Regions from separate parts of the Capra hircus genome. Here region 2 is linked to region 1. Evidence: chromatin contacts called from public Hi-C data. All regions are on one chromosome and are shown on one strand. Each heading gives the region's core, a stretch centred on a gene start, on an enhancer-like site or on the middle of the called end of the contact. The rest is flanking DNA. Distances are from core to core; before and after follow the strand shown. Region 1 holds the start of EPHA1 (ephrin type-A receptor 1). Region 2 holds the start of GSTK1 (glutathione S-transferase kappa 1).

Region 1 (3,003 bases), core at 231-2,730:
TATTTATTTATGCCAATGAGGCTAGCCTGGGCCAGGAAATTATGAGCCATTTTCCTCCTGTCCTTATCTGTATGTAAAAAAAGAAACATGAGAAGGATTAGTTTTTTGAAACAAAATAAGCACCTAAAACGCACCACCTCCCTTCCCCCACGATGACCAAAACATGCAACAATTCAAAGGATAGAAAAACTATGAATGAGTCAGACAGATGAGATGGAGCCAGAGAAGGCTGCAGGAAGGGGAGGCCCCAGGCATGGACTGACCACCGGTCCTCAGTGGGCGATCACTCCCTCTGGAGCTACTGTCACCCCTAATGTGTGCCTCCCATCTGTCACTTTAGCCATCTCTGCTCTTGCTTTATGCTCCAGCCCCTGCAAACACTCCTCAGACAATAGTTTGTTTAGAGCAAGGATTCTTCTTTGAAGCTTTCAGAGCTTGTTCGCAAGCAGAGTGGAAACTGAAGAAACATGTATTGAATATACTGGGAGGCACTCTCCAACGTGGGCTTCCCAGGTGGCTCAGTGGTAAAGAAATCGCCTGCCAATGCAGGAGATGAGGGTTTGATCCCTGGGTCGGGAAGATCCCTTGGAGAAGGAAATGACAACCCACTCCAGTATTCTTGCCTGGGAAACCCCATGGACAGAGGAGCCTGGCAAACTACAGTCCGAGGGGTCGCAAAGAGTGAGACACGATTGAACAACTAAAACAACAAAGTCTCCAACAGGGGCGAGGGCCGTTTGTCTACACCATTAGCTCCTGTTACCACTTGCGTTCAGAAGCCCTCACCAGTTTCTCCCATCGCTCTGTAAAGTGCGCACTAACGTGCAAACTCCTTCACGCGTTTACCAAGATCTTCCCTGCCTGGGCCCACACCTGCCTTTCCCGCCTGGTTCCCAGGACGATAGTCCTGAGCCCAGCAGTCAGACTGGTCCCTTACCACTCCCAGAGGCACCTTGAGGCTCCCTGCCCTCGGGCCTTCGCTCACGCCTTGCCCAATCTCTGCCACCCAGAAAACCCAGCTCACCCAAGTCTCCTCCCTCAAGACTCACCTACCGAGCCCCCGCCCGGACTTGCTTCCAACCGACCTCGCCTTGCATGATGGTCACCTAAGCCTCCCCGACGGGAACATCAAGACGTGTCTCTTTACCCTGCTTTCCCCCTCCCGGTGTCTATTACAGCGCTGGGCCCTGAAGAAAGGGAGAAGGGAGGGGACACCAGGGTGCAGAAAGGCCAAAGGCCGGTTGGAGACAGGGATGGGTTTAGGGTCCAAAGGAGCACGAAGCCAAGTCGATTCCCAATCCCACCCACTAGGCGGCGCCCGCTGTCTCGTTCCGGTCAAGGCGCCTCCGGTTTTTTTGAAGTTTATGGCCTGTTTTACAAGTTTCCTTCCTGCCCTCCTGTCCCTTTAAGAAGGTGATCCAGGTGAGGCCGGGACTCCGCCCCGGGGGTTGGCCCCGCCCCCTCCCCGCCCCCGCCCGGCCGGCCGGGCTAGCCTAGTTCTCGCGACCTGGCCCCGCCGTCCGGGCCGCGGTCCCAGGTTTCGGCCCAGCGCCATGGAGCGGCGCTGGCCCCTGGGGCTCGGGCTGCTGCTGCTGCTGCTGCTGCTCTGCGCCCCGCTGCCCCCGGGGGCGCGCGCCGTGGAAGGTACAGACCCCCGCCCCGCCCCGCCCCGCCCCACCCCCTCCTCCTCCGGGAGCCGGCATTCCAGAGAGGCCCTCTCCTCGCAGCCCCTCTCCAGTGCTCTTGTTTTGCCCGGCTGCCCGGCGATCGACTGGCCAGGCCAGTCTTTGGCCTTTAACCCCAAACAGCTGCTTTCCCGGGTCACTCACCCCATTCCCTTCTGGCCAGCAGTTTGCTCCTGGGTGGGGTGGGGGTGGAGAGTGAGTTTCTGCTGAAAGCAACCTCCCACCCCAGCAATCTTGGGGACTCTCCATTCCCAAGCACTCCCAGCCTCAGGCTCCCAACCCAGAGACCTGAACCTTCGGAAGTCGGAGGTGGAAGTCCCCTTATGCCATCTTAAGCCCGGGGACAGAGGGACCTGCAGCTGGGGGTGGGTTAGGTGCAGGGGCTCCCGGCTGCAGAGGTCAAGCCTTTCCTGTGGACACTTGCATGCTCTGTGATCCTGCTATCCCCGCTTCCCGGACTCGTGGCTGTGCCTGTACCCCACTCCACCACCTCAATTACAGGCAGGCCAGGCCCTTTGCCAAGGGGAGGCAGCTCCCCCACCCAGGATGCCCCTCCAGAGTCCCCTGTCCACATTCTACCCACCCACTCAACAATCCCCAGCAGCCAAGCTCCTCTCTTGTCCATCCGCCCCTCCATTTCTACACCTGACGGTCCCTACCAAGTGAGAGGCTGCCCAGCCTCACTGGGACTGCTCTTCCTGCTGTTGACTTTGGCCAAAGGTTCAGCCCTCCAACCCTTGCCCCACTCTGCCTTTCTCCCTTCACACTCGGGAGGAAGACAGACTAAGCGCTGGAGCTCCTCTTCAATCCTCCTTCTGGGGAGGTTTTCCTCCCCTAAACCTCAGGAACTTACAGCTGTGAGGGTACAGGGTGCTGAAGCTTCGGGGCTATGGGCCCAGGAGAAGGAATGTGAGTTGCACATGTGGGGCCTCCCCCAGAGATGACAGCCCCCTTTCTCTCCACCTTCAGTCACTCTAATGGATACTAGCAAGGCACAGGAAGAGCTGGGCTGGCTCCTGGATCCCCCAGAGGATGGGGTGAGTGTCAGGGGGCATTTGGGGTGGCTCAAGGCTGAAGGCCACTGGGAAATGGGATGGTGAGGTGGGTGGAGGAGCGGAGAAAAGAGCTGGAAAAACTGGAAGTGTCTCCTCCGGGAGGGGGAGGGGAGGGGAGGTGAGTCAGAGCCTCCTGAATGGGACTGGCGGGGGGTCAGGCTTCACCCCATGGGGAAAGCTTCATTGCCTGGCTCCTCCTCTCCCTGCCCCAGAGAGGAAGGGCTCAATACTTGCAAGGACTTGGAGGAAGATGAGAGTGACAG
Region 2 (3,003 bases), core at 220-2,719, 150 kb after region 1:
GCGCATCCACAGTTCTCTGGACACTTTCTCTAGCATCTCCGGGTGCTCCATCTTCACCGCAGTGAGGAAGCGCATGGCTGTCAAACTTCCTGTGGGGCAGAGGCACTTGGAGAGGGGCCTTCTCTAGCTTGTTTCCCATGAAGACCAGGTTTTCCCTCCTTCTCATCCCCCCCCCCGCCCCCGCCAGTGCTCCATCACCCTCAGCCTCCCATTTGCGTTTCTGATCACTGATCCATCCTGCTCTCCCTCCCCTTCTGTCTCCACAACCTTCTGCATGATCAGCTCTGATGCTGAGCTTTCCCAAAGTTTCCTTCACTTAATGGAATCAACGAAACCCCTCCTTTCTGGCCCTGAAATCGCCAAATCCACTGCTGAAACCTTATGCTCCATCCATATCCCACTCTCTTCACCTTTCTTAAGGATCACAGAGAAGAAATCCTTGGGGAAGTGGATGGGAACCTGGAGATGCTGGCTCAGGAGCCTAACGTCACTTCTCATGTATACGGCTTTGCGGGGAAGCATAGCTGGCGGCTGGTTTCCTGCAAGGGGAAAGTTGGGCTTACTGATGAGAGATCACCCGAGGGTCCCAGACAGGGGATGCACCTACCTGGGTTTCAGGCAGCGGACATATTACTAGCTGCTGCCGCCAATAAGGAGACCCAGTGGAAGGGCCGCTCCCCTGGACGTTTGAAATGTCTTCCCTCTAATCCCCGCCAAAAACACCGCTGCCTTTGTACCGCTGTCTCTCATGATCCCTCCAATTAACGTGGGCTGCAGCTGCAGGCTGACGTTCCAGATATTCTTATATCGGCACAGGACCTGCAGGGAGGGACGGAGACGGAGAGTGAAAAGGGCTGAGGGAGAGAAGGGTGTTTGATGGCACTGATCAGCCAGTCTATAGGCGCGGAGAAAGGGTTAGGAGGACACCCTAAATTTGGTTTGAAAGGGCAAAACTCTCTCAGTTCCTAGTTATCAATTCCAGGATCTCTGCTCCTGTGGACAGTTTTTATTTGTTCTGCACCCCACCCCCCAAAACTGACATCGGAGGGCTTATATTCTGGATCCTGGAGTTGCTCATCTTCCAAGCCAGTATGGGAAACCCCAGCCTAAGACATAAAGGTTCCTTCCACCTGGAGCCAGCGACCATATCCCGTTTATCAACAAAGTGACCTTCAGTCCTGGCTCTCTACCTGCTTGCCCTAAACCTCGTAGGGCACTGCCAGGAAATTCACGAGACCGAGGTCCCCGTGCTATTTGCTGACCCCTCCCTCTGCCTCTGTCTCCCCAAGCCCCGGGCGAAGCTGCTCCCCGGCGTCACCTCGAAGGCCAGCCAGGAGTAGGGGGACAGGACATCGTAGAACAGCTCGAGTGTTCGGGGCACGGACCCCATGCTGCAGACTCGTGATCGCGAAGCGAACTTGGCCCCCGGAAACCCGCGGCGCTTGCGTCCTTCCTGCAGAGCGCGGCGGCCCCGCCCCCGCTCCCCACCTCCCCCCGAGGACCGCCCCCGACCCGCCCGGGCCGCGCCTCCTCCCGGGGGAATCCGCCCGCGGGACAGGGTCCGGTGGGCGGTTGGTGTGTGGGGCGGGGGGGGGGGGGGTTCCCTGAGGGCACCCGCGGGGGGCGAGGGTGAGGGGGTCCCCTGGGGAGCTCGCAGGTGTGCTCACCCGCTCTGTTCGGGGGGATGGGGGGTGTGACTACCCTGCCCTGGGGAGGAGTGTGGGGCAAAGGGGCGAGGTTTGAAATGCTCGCCTCTACACTTAGCTGTGCACCTCTGGCAAGCCTGTTGACCTCTCTGAACCAGAGAAGGCTTGTTGCTGACCGGAGTTCTTGTCCTCCTTCGAACTTCTGCGTGGGAGCGTGCTCGGTCGTGTCCGATTCTTTGTAACTCCATGGACTGTAGCCTATCAGGCCTCCATGTCCGTGGGATTTCGCAGGCACGAATACTGGAGTGGGTTGCCATTTCCTACTCCACGGGATCTTCCCCGCCCAGGGATGGAGCCGCCTCTTTGGTCTCCTGCAGTGGCAGGCGGGTTCGTGACCACTGGTGCTTTTTATGCAATAGAAATGGATCAGAGGCCTGATAGAAAATTCAGGGAAGGCGTCATTGGGTCTCCTGCTGGCGGGGTGGGGGGAGGGGGTGTTCCTGAACAAACCACAGATTCCCTTGCTCACTCCCCAAGTGTGCCCCGGCCCCCCCCCCCGCCCCCCACCACACCAAGCTGGCTCCTAATGTGGGGTGAAGTAGGGATGTATCCAGGGATCAGGGCGGGGGGGGGGGGTGTAGCTTAGGTGATTTGTCCACCCTTCAGGTGGTGGTGTGTACAGGAGGCATGCTTAGTACCCAGCTCTTGGTTCCAAACCCCAGCTTTTGCGCCAGGCCCTTTAGAAGTGGCGGTTGGGTTTTTTTGGTCTCTTTGTATCTTTTGTCCAGAATTTGCCCTGTGCATACATGCAGTTATGTTTAGTCCCAGATAGTTTCTTTGTTTGGAGAAGGAAATGGCAACCCACTCCGGTACTCTTGCCTAGAGAATCCTGTGGACAGAGGAGCCTGGTTCCTTGTATTTTGTTGCTCCAGGAGAGGTGTGTCTAAGTGCAAGCATTGCAGCACTTAAGTAAACGATTCCAGGTCCCAGCCTGTCTCATCCTCGTCTCTGGTAAAAAGAGAACACTTAATACAATTACATAAAATTAAAAAAATATGGCAAAATCCAGCCAGTCGAAAAAATGACTGGGAAAAATATTTGGGTTCGTTTTCACAGTCAAAAAGCTAGTTATCCTCGTGTAGAAAGAGTTGAAAAAAATCAACAAAGTAAAAGAACAGAAGTTCATGGGAAAGCAGGCAAATCATATGAACAGAGCTTTCACAGAAATGGACAAATAGATGGCTCTCAAACACAAACCTGCTTGTCTACATGAAAATTGCAAGTTAAAATTACACTATGCTATGTTTTCATCTATCAAGTTGGCAGAGATCAAAAAGGTTTATGACTCAGGGTGTTG

What was found. Hi-C and Micro-C count contacts between places; a contact is called where the count stands out from the background.
Region 2: a Hi-C map of liver shows a contact between it and region 1, with 3 times the contacts expected there. The contact joins the promoter of GSTK1 here to the promoter of EPHA1 in region 1. A contact is called at or near these places in 3 of 5 Hi-C or Micro-C datasets (blood and liver).

What each region holds. Positions count from the first base shown.
Region 1 is chr4:13,789,909-13,792,911 of ARS1.2, forward strand. EPHA1 (ephrin type-A receptor 1) reads left to right here and starts at 1,481. Exons shown (of 18, transcript XM_018046839.1): 1 at 1,481-1,644; 2 at 2,655-2,722. The coding sequence starts at 1,554.
Region 2 is chr4:13,942,099-13,945,101 of ARS1.2, forward strand. GSTK1 (glutathione S-transferase kappa 1) reads right to left here and starts at 1,470. Exons shown (of 8, transcript XM_005679551.3): 1 at 1,319-1,470; 2 at 738-819; 3 at 411-539; 4 at 1-89. The coding sequence starts at 1,390.